Regions from separate parts of the Zea mays genome. Here region 2 is linked to region 1. Evidence: chromatin contacts called from public Hi-C data. All regions are on one chromosome and are shown on one strand. Each heading gives the region's core, a stretch centred on a gene start, on an enhancer-like site or on the middle of the called end of the contact. The rest is flanking DNA. Distances are from core to core; before and after follow the strand shown. Region 1 holds the start of LOC100283282 (adenine phosphoribosyltransferase 2). Region 2 holds the start of LOC103627411.

Region 1 (7,114 bases), core at 2,979-5,478:
TGCGGTATGGCACGATTTTCGCCGTACTTTGTGCCCTCGCCCCTTCCACCACCAACAGCAATAGCTCTGCTCATGTAAATAATAATGGTACGGACAAATGGACAATACTGGCACATACAGTACTCTCCCAAATTAACAAATTCGTTTTAGATAATTATCGGATTCATACAATATTTGATATAAGTGTATAGATTGATGGCCATCCATTTGAATACAGATGTTGGAGGCCTTCGTTCTTAAAAATATGATTAACAATGTATTTTCAGTATAATGATGATTATCATATGGAGCTTTGATTCACGAGGGGAGTGTTCTTTTTCACCGAAGGACTTCGAGACAAAGGCATAGCCCGAAAGTGACGACAATGAACGATCGAAGCTATAGCCAATGGGAAACAACTTCGGCTTAAAGTAATGCCGAAGATCTAACATGGAGGCGAGGCGAAGAGGAAAATGATAGCTAATCCCTAACGATTTATATTACAATAATGGATAAATGTTAAGGTTATAAATGTATTTTTACCCGGGCCGCGTCCTGTGACTATAAATAGGTGAACGGTATCATCGTACTATTCACGCTGAATTGTAATCGCTCTCGCATCAGCACATTCGAACAAGCCGAAGTATCATTGTAATGTAAATTCTGTTAATGTTCGTGTGTACATTATGAAATACATATATGAATAAACTGAAGGGCTACATTCACTATCTCTATGTACTCTCATTATTGTAAATGACAAAGACACGTTCTTCACGACCTTCGTCTGAAAATCATCGTATCAAAGGATATGAAGCTTTGGAGGACAAAGGTACTTGACATCTAATAATTGTGTTGTCTTGTTCTTAATTCACAGTATTTGAGAACAAGTGACCAACAACAGACATAAAAATAAAGAACTAAAACGAATACTACTTTGGAAACGGAGGGAGTATTATCATGTGTTTGGAGCATCTGTTCGTCAAGCAACGAAAACCTAAGGTAGAATCCAAGAGGTTTTCAAGAGGACGACTATCTATACGATAACTATGCATCCCATAAGGCTAAGCTAAAAATATGCACAAATGGAAGTTAAAACAATGATTATTACCTTTAACCACAGAATCACACACCACCTAGCCAATGGAACAAAAACGTTTTTATATTTTCACACTATTAGTCAAGCACAATATACATATCATTACAAAGAAAATACAAAACAAAATTAGCTCGTGTTGCATTTTAGATCCGTACTTAGACCGCCTGCATCGCTTTGCTCTTGCCACCCGCTCCCCTTATCCTCTCCTCAAGCTGCAGCGTAGGGTTCGAAAAAAAAATCGAGCTCGACGAGCTGGCTCGGTCTCACAGTAGCTCGGCTCGACGCTCAGAACAAGCCTGAGTCAAGCCTGTTTTTGTGGATCGTGAAAAGAGCGAGCCAGCTTGGCTCGGTTCGCTGCAGCTCGCGAGCTAGCTCATGGCTCGACCCAACAATAATTTGGTACATAAAATTATAATTAGCATACAATATTAGTACTAAGCAGACAATTCATTTATGTTATTTCGGATTACTATACAAAATTAATGTATTTTCTATATTATATTAGTAATATATATATCTATTTTACTAATTTAAACCATGCTATTTAATATATTTTTAAGATTTTATATTATAATTTAGAGAGCAAATTTATGTTTATAGCTAGACTCGTTGGCTCGGCGAGCCAGTAGCGAGGCGAGTCGAGCCGCTATATCAAGCTCGTCAGATGAACGAGCTCGACTCGTTACACGAGCGAGCCGCAGCGAGCGAGTCGGCTCGTTTCCATCGTAGTGCAGCGCTATGTCCTCCCCTTCTCTCTGGTTGCATACGACCAAACGCTAGATGAAGACGGAACTGTTCCTGTCCTGTTCCCTCGGACGTGGACGCCATTATTTGTTGGTTTAGAACAAAAATAGTAAAATAGATGATAAATAGAGTTGGAAAATGATATTTATGTAGGAGGAGAGTTTAGGGAGGAAGAAGAAAAGTAAACGATGAAAATTAGGTGAGGTTAACTGTATAGTAGGTATACAGTAGGTATATAGGAAAAACTTAAGAGGATCCGGTAGGGCTAGTTTGGGAATAATGCTTTCACAAGGGATTTCAATTTTACCAAGGAAAACAAACTAATTTCTCTTACGTCTCGTTTGAATCATTAGAATTGAATTCCATTCTAACAATAATAATTTAGGCATTATATTAATTAACCTAATTCGATTTTATGCAAAATATATTTATATACTATTATTAGAAAGATGTCGGAGATATTTATGTGCTATATTTTTACTATGAATGTGTGAAACTAAGAGTGTCATATAAGTTATAGAATAGAAATAAATTCAACTAATATATAAAATTATTTCTCATCATTCACCCTATGAATTTGAATTAAACTTATATCTTAATTTTGGAAAGTGGTGGAATGACAAATTTCAAACTAAGGGGGTGTTTGGTTTCTAGGGACTAATGTTTAGTCCCTCAATTTATTCTATTTTAGTCCCTAAATTACTAAATATAGAAACTAAAACTCTATTTTAGTTTCCATATTTAACAATTTATGAATTAAAATGGAATAAAGTGTAGGGACTAAAGTTTAGTCCCTATAAACCAAACACCCCCTAAATAAGTTATTTTATTGAATGAATTTAAACTAGCCATTAAAAAAAGTTAAAACTGTACCGTGGCGTGGCACGGATTGCCACGACTGACACGTCTATTTGGACATCTATGCTTGCTGTAGAGCCCGTCAGCCCGGTCGAGAGCAGGAGGACCGGATGCCAAAAACCAAGTGGAAATCGAGGACGTACTACCGGAGCAGTTCCTGGATCGATCACTGACGCGATCGCGTCCTCCTGGTAAGGGCAACCGCACTTGCAAAATGCCAGTAACATGGCTCCCCCCCCCCCCCCCCCCACACACACACACCACCTGGGCCCTGGCTACTACCTCCATCGATACTGTAGCGGACTAGCGGCTGCTCCCAGCCACAGGGCGGTACTGATGAATAGTAAACAACAACTGTCTGGAAAACAGTAACGTGGCAACGATGCCAGCGCGAGCGCGTGGCCTTTCATCGCATCCCCTGCGACTACTCCAAACTGTATAATCACGAAGTTGGCGCCGGCGTCGGAGATCAGAATTCAGAAATCACCCTTGGGCCTTGACCGGGATAAAAACGTCGAGAAGCGTTTTTCTCACTGATCGAGGAGTTTGGCGACGATGGATCATCTCTTCCGGCGGGTTCTGTCCGTCCTTTCCAGATCGCAAATATTTCCCGCGCCGCACCGCACTGCACTGCGCCGGGGGCTCCTCGTCTTGGCCTCCCTCGAGGACGAGCAGTGGTGGCACGGCAGCCCACAGCACGCATAGCCCCCGTACGACTATGCGCTAGTACGTGCATAGGCATAGGCATAGCCGCATAGGCACACAATCTCTCTCTCTCTATATATCTCGGTGTGTGCGCTGTGCCCCTACTACTTGTACAGTTGTAGTACGTGACAAATGTGAGCCAGGGAGGGTTACTGGGGGCGTGCCTCTTTCTCTTTTCGTGAAAAGCTTCGCGCCCTGGCCCCAGTATTGATGAGCAGCGCGCCTAGGCCTAGCCGTTTCAGAGAGGAAAAGGGAAAGAAAACGGGGAGCGCGTTTCGTTTACTTAACAGTGGCCTAGTAGGGCGCAGCCGCTGCTCCACTTGGGGCTAGCCTAGGCAGTAGCCACCGGACCGCACCGCACCGCACGGCGTCCGGATTTGAAGCGCTTGTGTGGGTACACACCCTCCACTCCACCACGGCTCGTCGGGTTGGGCCTGCCTGCCTGCCTGCCGTGCAGTGCCGCGCCGCGCCGGTGTCCTACTAGATTAGCAGTACCACGGCGTCACCACCACTGCACTTATGTCACCCAACCCAACCCAACCCACCCGGCCAGCCCCCCGTTACTTCGTCCCAGGTTTTCGGCATGACCGTGCCGCCGTACTGCTTGATCGCCGTGTCCGCAGCCCGTTGGCCGCGTGGACGGTAACGTCTGCCCCGGTTTAATTTCTCCCGTCCCGATCCGGCAACCCGAGGCCCGGGCTGGTGCTTCTCACTAGTCAGTACTCAGTAGTAGTAGTAGTCACTCCATTCCCCCCACCCGGCTAGTAGCCCTGCTCTGCTCTCTGCCTCGGCTATATATATACGCCGCGGGCGCACCGGTCCAGCAAGCAACAATAAAGGGCGGTGTCGAAGAGGAGCTTGGAGCTTGGACCGACCCGAGCCCCATCGAGCGAGAGAGGAAATAATGGGTGAAGAGGCCAGCTGCAACGCTGCCAGCGCGATGGAGGCCGCCACCAACGCCAGGCCGGCCAAGGAGAACGGACGCGCGCCGGCTGTGGCGGAGGTAGTGGCCCAGGAGGCGGCCGCTGACCCCCGGCTGCAGGGCATCTCCGACGCCATCCGCGTCGTGCCGCACTTCCCCAAGCACGGTACTACGCCTTTCTTCACTCACTCGCTCACTCCTCTCCACACGCCTTCTGCTGCCAATTGTGCCGCCCGCCAGTAACGCCTTCCTTGCTCTGCATGCGCCGTCGTTGGGGGCCACGGGACGCTGCAGGCATCATGTTCAACGACATCACCACGCTGCTGCTGCGCCCCAGGGTGTTCAAGGACGCCGTCGACCTGTTCGTCGAGCGCTACCGCGGGATGCGCATCGACGCCGTCGCCGGTACGTAACCAGCACAGCCCGACGGACACCGCACCTCCCCTGGCCTCGCCTCGATTCGTCTCTTCCGGCCGGTCGACTCGACGACCAGTATCCGGCGGCGGTGCCTGAAGCGGCACGTCGCTGTCGCGCTGAGCTGTTGTGGGCAGAGTTCTGAGATTCCGTAAAATCTCTGGGGGAGATCTCCCTCGGTCCTTTTTGCGCCCCCCGCGCTTTTGTCGTTGCCGGCGTCCGTCCCGCCTTTTTCTCGCTCGCGCTCGCGTTGCAGCTCGGGCCTGCTTTCTTTCCTCGGGAGGATCATATCATAATAATCCTCCCACGCCACTGTTGCTGGATTTGCGTTTCGCCCAGCTCCGCCCCGCCTGCCATATCCATCCGGCGCCAGGTGTGCAAGGCAGATCCTACTAAAAGGCTGCAGAGACCGATAATAAATGCGCGAGATCGCGCTGGACCGCCGCTGACAGCCGGGCCCGTCTCCTCCCCGGCCGTGTGCATGTGCCGTGGCCGTGGCGCATGGAACGGCGTGTGGTTAACCTCGTCTGCCGGTGTGGGTTGAGTGCACGCTTGGCGCTGCCACTGCCAGACAGCCAGTAGACATTGAACCGGCGAACCCGCCATGCACGCAGCACAGGGCCACAGGGCGTGCATGCGCTCGTGGCAGAATGTTTGGCGCAGCGTCCTTCCCCTCCCTCCCTCCGTCCGTCCGTCTGTCTAGGCACATGACCTGGGCGCGCCTTTCCAGGCTTTCCCGCCGCGGCCGCGTCCGGAATCTGCCGCATCCAGTAGCGTATCGGGGCGGGGGTGGCAGTGGCAGGCACACCGCACACGTATAGAAGGAGGCCTGCTACGGGCACAGATCCGGTCCCGCGGCAGGGACCAATGGCAATGGGGGGGTCAAGGCCGCGGCAGCATGCCGCAGCGTCCGGCGTGGCCCCGCGCGATCGGACGGCTGCGGCAGCCGGCGCACGTGATCGAGCGGCGCGGGGGACACCCACCCCGTGGTATACGCCCGTCATGCATCGCTTCTCTGCTGCTGCCGCGCCCTGATGTCACCCGATCCGCTGTCGTTATCGCTGCAAAGTACTGCTTCTGAGATTTTGCTCTGTTGCTTGTTGGATCCTCTGTCCGCTTCTGCGCCCTTTGGTTCCTGAGTTTTTTTGGTTTTCTTTCCCTCTCGCCTTTCCGTCCATTCCATTTCTTTTTTCTTTTTTCTTTTTAAAAAACACGAGCTTCATGCTTCAACGTGTCGCTGCTGTTGCTTATGTGGCCGAATCTTTTGTCAGATATTATTGTCTCATTACTTGGCAGTGCCAGGCCATTCATCATGTTTCCATCCACCAGCACTTGCGTTGCGCTAGCTCTGACTTGTGTGTTGTGGCTCCTTGCTTGACACTCTACTCTTCCAGGGATTGAGGCCAGGGGCTTCATATTTGGCCCGGCAGTCGCATTGGCTATTGGCGCCAAGTTCATACCTTTGCGCAAGCCTAGGAAGCTCCCCGGTGAGACTCCTTCAACATGTTTCTGTTTTGATTTTGAATCCATTTCCATATACTCTATCCGCTCTTTTTATTTATTTGTCATATTTTAGTTCAAAAATGAAATAACCAGTGACAAATATTAAGAATGGATGTAGTACCCTTCTAAGCATGTGTCTTATACTCTCTTGGTCCTAAAATGCTTTTCTAGTGCCCAAAAACGTTAGCTTTCGTGGACCGAGTATGTTTAGTGAGAGTACTAGTTGCTTAGAAGGCAGTAAAAGTACGGTCCCGCCCCATACTCTCTGACACCAAAGTTGCTTCTCCGGCCTGATCCTTTTTGTGCATGCAGCCCACGACGGGAAATTAAGAAATGCATGGATCAGACTGTTACGCGAGATCATTGTGCACTCTTGTCCAGTTGTTCTATTCCCCCAAGAGATTCTGTGCATGTGCTAACATCCTTCTCTTGAAAACATGGAAGGCGAGGTGATCTCCGAGAAATACGTTCTCGAGTACGGGACCGATTGCTTAGAGATGCATGTCGGAGCCATCGAACGACCTGGTGAGCGCGTGCTGATCACCGACGACTTGGTCGCGACGGGAGGGACGCTCTGTGCTGCAATCAGGCTTCTTGGTACGTCACTGCACTGCTATATTTCAGCTTTATGCATCAGCTACATGAAAAAGCATACATGACGATTAGTTACACGGCAACCTATGTGTGATGTCCACAGCAAAGGGTATCTTGCGATTGTTACATATCTCTAAAGCTTCACACAGCCGTCTCTGTTCGCACATTCACGACACACTGTTGATGGACCGGTTGTAGCAGCTAAGCTTTAAATTGCGCATCGACAGCATCAAGGTGCATGTCAGTCGGGTACTCTGGCCAGCATCAGATCATCTAGTACTGATTGTGCTGGAACTGTG
Region 2 (6,448 bases), core at 1,155-3,654, 200 kb after region 1:
GTGCGCCCCTTGGAAATTTGGGAGTCGAAACTCGTGTTATAAAGCAAACCAAACACTTCAAATCAGGTCATATTTTTATTTTTTAGGACTTAAATATACAATTTCTTGTTGGAGCCAAAACTTTCCGTTACAAACAAACAAAAAGCTCCTCAAAATATAAAAATAGGTGAGGTGATGGAAGTAACTAGTCTCGAACAAAAGTATAAAGTGCATGGGGTTTACAAATCAAGGTAAAAAGAGATACCATTATTAGCTATATGCAAATGTGAATCACAGGAAGATTCAACTTTTCAGATTGTGTGGTTTTTATTTTTTTCTAGCCGCTTCTTTCCTCCTCTTTATTCGAAATTATAGTTCTAGAATCTATCTCCACCATATATATGTACAACTTGAGCAATGAAAGCATAAGGATAAAGAGACACGCACCAGGGTATAATATAAAAGAAGAAAACAACGAACCAAAAGCTCATTGCATAAGACAAGCTTTTCATCCTTTTAACCGACCTATATAATACTTCTTCACATCTAGATAACAGCAGCTAGACTATGATACATCACCAGCAGCAGAACAACAACTTAATAGCGGCCAAATCAAGCTGCGTGCCCTAACTCCTAAGCATGTGTGTCAGTATCGCCGTGACCATTCGCCATTACTACACCTAATTCCTGTTTGACAAATGGGCCACCTGTCGGTCTCCGCTGTTCGTCAGTCTCGTAGCGGGATCTCGAACAGGTCGGACTCGGCCTCCGGGTCGCCGACGGACGCCGCGCCGGAGCCGCCGACGCTCTCCTTCCTGCTCCTGCTCGTCTTCGCCGTCTCCAGCCACCCGGAGTCCACGCGGCCCACGGAGAAGAGCTCGCCGCTGTCGTCGAAGTCGAGGCCCATCGAGCCGCTGCCGCGGGCGTCCACCGTGGACGCGGCGCGTACGAAGCACGGGTTGGCCGTGCGCCGCGCGTTGCCCGGCGCGTACCGGAACTTGCTCTGCCCGAGGTTGACCAGCGCCATCACGTCGAAGCTGGAGGCCAGCACCGGGTATAGCGGGCTCGAGAACGCCTCCGCGTTGCAGCTCACGGCGTGGACCAGCTGCCCGTCCACCGTGAAGAACACCTTGCGCTTCGCCGGCTCGAAGCCGCACCCCACAACCTTGTCCACGCCCGCCCACGAGGACTTGTCCGATTCGTACACCAGCTTCATCCCTGAAACCATTCAGCGAAATCAAACTCTTTATCGCGCTCATGGATCGTTGAAGCAGCAGCGTGCTTTATGTGCTCTGCTAAATGCTAATACTTACCGTCAAGGTAGACCGCGCCGTCGGAATGGAAGCCGATGGACGACGCGTACGTTCCGACCAGCGACGGCCGTTGTGGAGCGGCGGACGCGGTGGCGAGGCCGAGCGACATGACCAAATGCCTCCGTTTATCCTGTTCGTCGTCCTTGACGGCTCTGTTTTCTTGGACCGGGTTCTTGGCGGCAGGTGCAAAACTGACGAGCTTGACGCGGTCGCTCTCGCTGGAGCCGTCCCGCCCACGCCTGCTCGCCCTCGACGCGGACCACTCCGGCCGTTTCGTGTTCAGGTAGATGATGGTGATCTCGAAGTAGGCGTCCTGCGGGAACGGCGCGCCGGCGAGGGGCGGGCCCGGCAGCGGAAGGCTCATCCTGGCGAGGCACAGCGCGTTGGGGTTCCCCGCGTCCGTGTCGCCGCGGAGCGGGCTCGGGTTGCTCCCGGGGAGCCACTTCCTGCTGGACGCGGCGGCGGCCGCCGGGTCGAGCCGCACCGCTTGCATCCGCTCGGACGATCCCATGGGCAGCTCCCACGCTGCCGCCTCCGCCATGTCGCGGCTCGTCCCGGCGTCGCAGAGCGGGCACGTCCCCCACAGCGGCGACGACGACGCGGACTTGGACTTGGACCGCGGCGGCGCCACCGCGAACACGAACTGCGCCCACCCGTTCTCCGCCGCCTCGGTCACCAGCCGCGGGTGGTCGGCCCACTGGAACGGGCCCTGCTGCGCGCCGCCGCCCGAGCCACGGTGCCTCGCGTCGACGCGGGCGTGGTGCTGGTGCTGGTGCAACTGCTGGAACCGGAGCCCCACGCGGCCGCTGGCGGCGTTGTACCTCATGTTGAGCTTCGCCAGCCCGGGGCTCGCCGTCGGCTCCGCAACGGCCGTAGGGGAAACTTCTGGCAGCGCCGGCGGCGCATTACGGGGCAAGCTCCTACGCCGGTACACCAGAAACACGACCGCGATCAGCGCCGCGATGGGGAGCCCGACGGCGAGCAGCAGCTTAAGCCACAGCGCCGCCATACTGCACGCACGTTCCTCCCGCTGTTGCTCACTGAGAAGTATAGATGGCCAAAAAGCACGAGGCCCGTGAGCCCGGCACGAAGCCCGCTTTTTGGGCCCGGTCCGAGCCCGGCACGGTAGAATAAGCGGGCGGGCTTGGACAGGAAACTAGGCACGGCGGGCTAGCCCGGCACGGCCCGTTTACCTCTAAGCCCGTTAAGCCCGTTTTTTTTACACTAAAACGTGCTTTTCGGCCCGTTTAGCCCGCTTTTCGGCCCGTTTTTTCGTGCCCGGCCCGTTTAGGCCCGCTGCGGGCCGGGCTTGGACAGAAACTTAAGGCCGCTGGCTCAGCAGGCCCGGCCCGGTTTTGGCCGGGCTTCACCGTGCCCGGGCCGGGCCGGGCCGGGCCGGCCCGTTTGGCCATCTCTACTGAGAAGACCGGGGCTGCGTCGATGGAGCGGCGGCGGACATGGTCACGAATCACGATGCTCTTTGTGGTGCGGCCGGTTGATTCTTTCTGCGTGCTGTTGTTGTGGCGTTCTTGGAGCCTGGTTTGGTGGAGGGTCTCGGAAGGCTGGCGCGGCCACGGAACGCTGACCGCCTCAACAAAAAACAGGCAAAACAACGACTGGAGGGGTTTTAAATTGGGCGGAAGCCGCACGCATCGGCGTGATGCTGCAGGTGTGGGTTTATTTTGCTCAGGGGTTGATCGAATTGGCGCTTATTTGCAACGGGCACACCAGCACGTTGCACGGTGCGGGTTAGGTTGGTGACGTGACGTGCGAAAACTTTTAACGTGGCACACATTCGAAATTATTTAATGGTCATGCGAGAATTTTCAATCATAAAGGCGAGATTCACTGAACATTTGACATTTTTAGATCTTAAATTGGAACCAAGCATATACACGACACTTTGTTGGGAGTAGGATATCATATACCCAAGGATGACATGATCGAACGGTAGAATCACGATTTTATTAGTTGCTTGAGGAAATGAATGTATTTATTTGCATCGTTAATAATGATTTTCTGCATTTGGAAGTCAATGATGGTAATTTTGGCAAAAATTTAGAATCTTGAATTCACTTATTCGTAGATATTACTCAGTTTTACTGTGATAAATTTTGATGTTAGATTAAGACCTTGTGTGATCCTATCGATTGGAGAATACAGTTGACACGACCATATATACCGCGAAATAAAGATTTATTCGGCACTGCTAGAGCTATATAGAACCTTGCTAAGAAAAATCATGTTCATCCAAACAATCCATCTTATAACATAGGAGTAGATGGACTGATGGAGTAGTTACTTAGAAACCAATCATCTAGTATAGCTTATAAAAGCTAAAATACCACTGGTATTGCGACTTATAGAAGTTGAGAGGATCAAACAAGTCCTAATAAAATATTGCACTATTTTTAAAACTAGTATATAAAATTAGTTGATGATACAATAATAATGAAACATGGAATTAAGAACTACGTGCCTGTTAATATTTCAAAACATTGGCATACTTGACAGTTTTTACAGTTTTATTTTGTACAAAAATAAATATCGTCCCTTAAGTATCAACCTAACAAAAAAAGTGCGGCTACATTACATGATTCATATTGAAGCTTTAGGGTACCTGTTGTACATGTAGCATTTCTTTAAAGAAAAACGGGTATTTGATAAGATTTATGGTAACTAGCAGTAGTTGATCAGTTACTATCACTTTCCTAATCATTATGCGATGACAAAATGATCTAGTTTTGCAAGTGAAGGACGAGAGATAAAACTTCCACTACTTCTCTTATACGAGGAACTTACAAACAAAATCATCAGTAAACCATTGACGTTTTTTAAAAAGAAAAAAATGTGCAATCGAGCTTTCCGTACATTTAAATTATCATAGGTTATGAAATTTATTAAAACATTTATATATGTACATTATTTTTTTGTCCTACCAATATATAAAGTTTTAAGTTCTAATTCATTGTATGCTGAAAACATTCTAAGAGATATAAAAAACTATGAATTAGGACTTAGCATTTAATATGTTACTAGACATAAAAAAATAGAAAACTCTATCCTGAAGCAAAAAATGAAATATGTCATAATTGTTTTGTGTGTTTTTATGAATTTTTGTTAGTTTAATTGTATGACCATTATTACACGGAAACCTTGACTGCATAATATGTCCCCCGTTCCAATATATTAGTCGTTTTAGTACTTTATTTTTTGTCTATATTCAAATGGATGTCAATAAATCTAGACACATATAAAATATATACATCAAATATTGTATGAATTACGAATACTATTTTAGGATGGATGGAATAGTTTTTATTTTAAAATACATAACTGGATATGTAGTTTCCTTGACATGCATGCATTTTATAATGCTAAACATTTCCATTGGAAGAGAGTTTAACTTGTACATCGTTAAAATCTACAGCAGAGTTCAGTGACACAAACATCGAATCCCAGGAGAAAAAATAAATCTTTCCATCAACAAGGTAACTGATAAGTGATGAAGTCTCACAACCTCGTTTCATGTGGGGAACCAAAAAATGATGCCTTGGAGTGGACAGCCACACAAAACTTTTTCCACGTCGTTTTTGTAAGATGTTTCGACGTTTTAACATCTCTCGACTTCACACCTTGGTGATGCCGTTTGACAGGATTCAAGACTCAAGAGGTGCAAAACAACGGGTGAACGTACGCAACGCAGAGTGCACATGAGAGATCTTCTTTTCCCCAGATAAGAAAAGTATTGGTTCTTTTTCTGCAGCGTCGGCCTTCCGGTGAACCGGTGTCGAAGCTCACGTCAGATGTGCCGGCCTGACGACCGCCTGATCATGTTGTTGCCTTCTGAATTCCTAAACCTTTCTCTCTCTATATATAATCCCCTTCATCTTTGGCACTAATCAATGGCACGTGGTATGGAAGCGTTCTCACGTGAAGGGCGGTTCTGGGTCTTTGCTTGAACTGACATAAAAAAAATATATTGGCTTTGCACACACGGAATAGAATATATTGGCTCGCAAGCGGCTGTTGGCCCTTCACGCTCTCACGGCTAGTTTGAAAGGTAAACAATTGGGGGATTGGATTAGAGTGACTAAAATCTCCTCTTATATAATATTGAATAAAAAGAAAAATTTAGCCACTCTAAAAGCATCTTCAAGAGCTTCTCATAAGTCTCTTTTAAATCAAGTTTTTTAAGAAAAAAAAAAACAAAAACATGTCTCCAACAGTTCTCCTAAAATACTTCCAACTTTTTCATAGACTTTAAAACTCTCTCGTTTGTAGCTACAAACGAGGGGTTTTTGAGCTCTCTACAAACAATCTGCCTCTTTAAAAGATCTGTTAGAGAAATGATTAAAATCTACCATCTCTAGTTTTTGAACTCCCAAACTAGTCATCAAGATTTCCGTTGTGTTTATTTTTAGTCCCTTTCAGTCAGCGCGGGTGTCTTTTTGTTTCTCAGGATACTATTTATTGTCGTTCTGAAAGCATTTGGATCCGGTAAGCCCATTTCATAGTTTCACGTGTCATTGTTTATCTCGCTTGTCTGCTATTTTATACAATACCAAATTTGAAGTTGGTACATTAGGATGGTTCAGTTCGTAGCTATAATTATTCTGGAGACCTTTAGGCCGGAAACGCATCTTTTGTATAGTATAACTATTCTAACTTAATTCGAATAACGTTCTCCAGTTCTCCTTATACATCTCCCATTATCTATACTTCTAATTTACTATTTCCCTCTATAAGATTCTTCTCATACATATAGTTCGTTCTCCCTATATACTATAAGGGCCTATTTAGAAATGTAGTTTTGAAATACTATACTTTTGAGATACCATATTGCTCAAAATCAAGATCTATTTGGTTCCATTGGAAAAACAAAGTATATTTAGAGAGAAGAGAAGGAACCTGAAGTGGTGAGTGGAGTTTCGAAAACTCCAAAAATACCACGGTTTTAGGTAAACGTGGTATTTAAAACTGTGTTTTGCCTGAACAAATCAAACACATTTTGAGTTCTAATATTATAGTATCATCAAATATCATAGTATTGTTTTAAAACTGCAAAACACTACACTTCCAAACAGAGTCTAAGTTTATAACTTAATTAATTAACATATATTTATTTTTTTCAAATTTTAAAAACTCTACAATAC

What was found. A called contact is a pair of places that touch in the nucleus more often than the background predicts.
Region 2: a Hi-C map of tassel shows a contact between it and region 1, with 2.1 times the contacts expected there. The contact joins the promoter of LOC103627411 here to the promoter of LOC100283282 in region 1. A contact is called at or near these places in 7 of 25 Hi-C or Micro-C datasets (bundle sheath, ear, endosperm and 3 more).

What each region holds. Positions count from the first base shown.
Region 1 is chr5:187,870,079-187,877,192 of Zm-B73-REFERENCE-NAM-5.0, forward strand. It overlaps LOC100283282 (adenine phosphoribosyltransferase 2), which reads left to right and starts at 4,229. Exons shown (of 7, transcript NM_001156184.2): 1 at 4,229-4,470; 2 at 4,599-4,709; 3 at 6,113-6,205; 4 at 6,666-6,818. The coding sequence starts at 4,287.
Region 2 is chr5:188,072,445-188,078,892 of Zm-B73-REFERENCE-NAM-5.0, forward strand. LOC103627411 reads right to left here and starts at 2,405. Exons shown (of 2, transcript XM_008647706.2): 1 at 1,293-2,405; 2 at 412-1,197. The coding sequence starts at 2,301. The coding sequence ends at 707.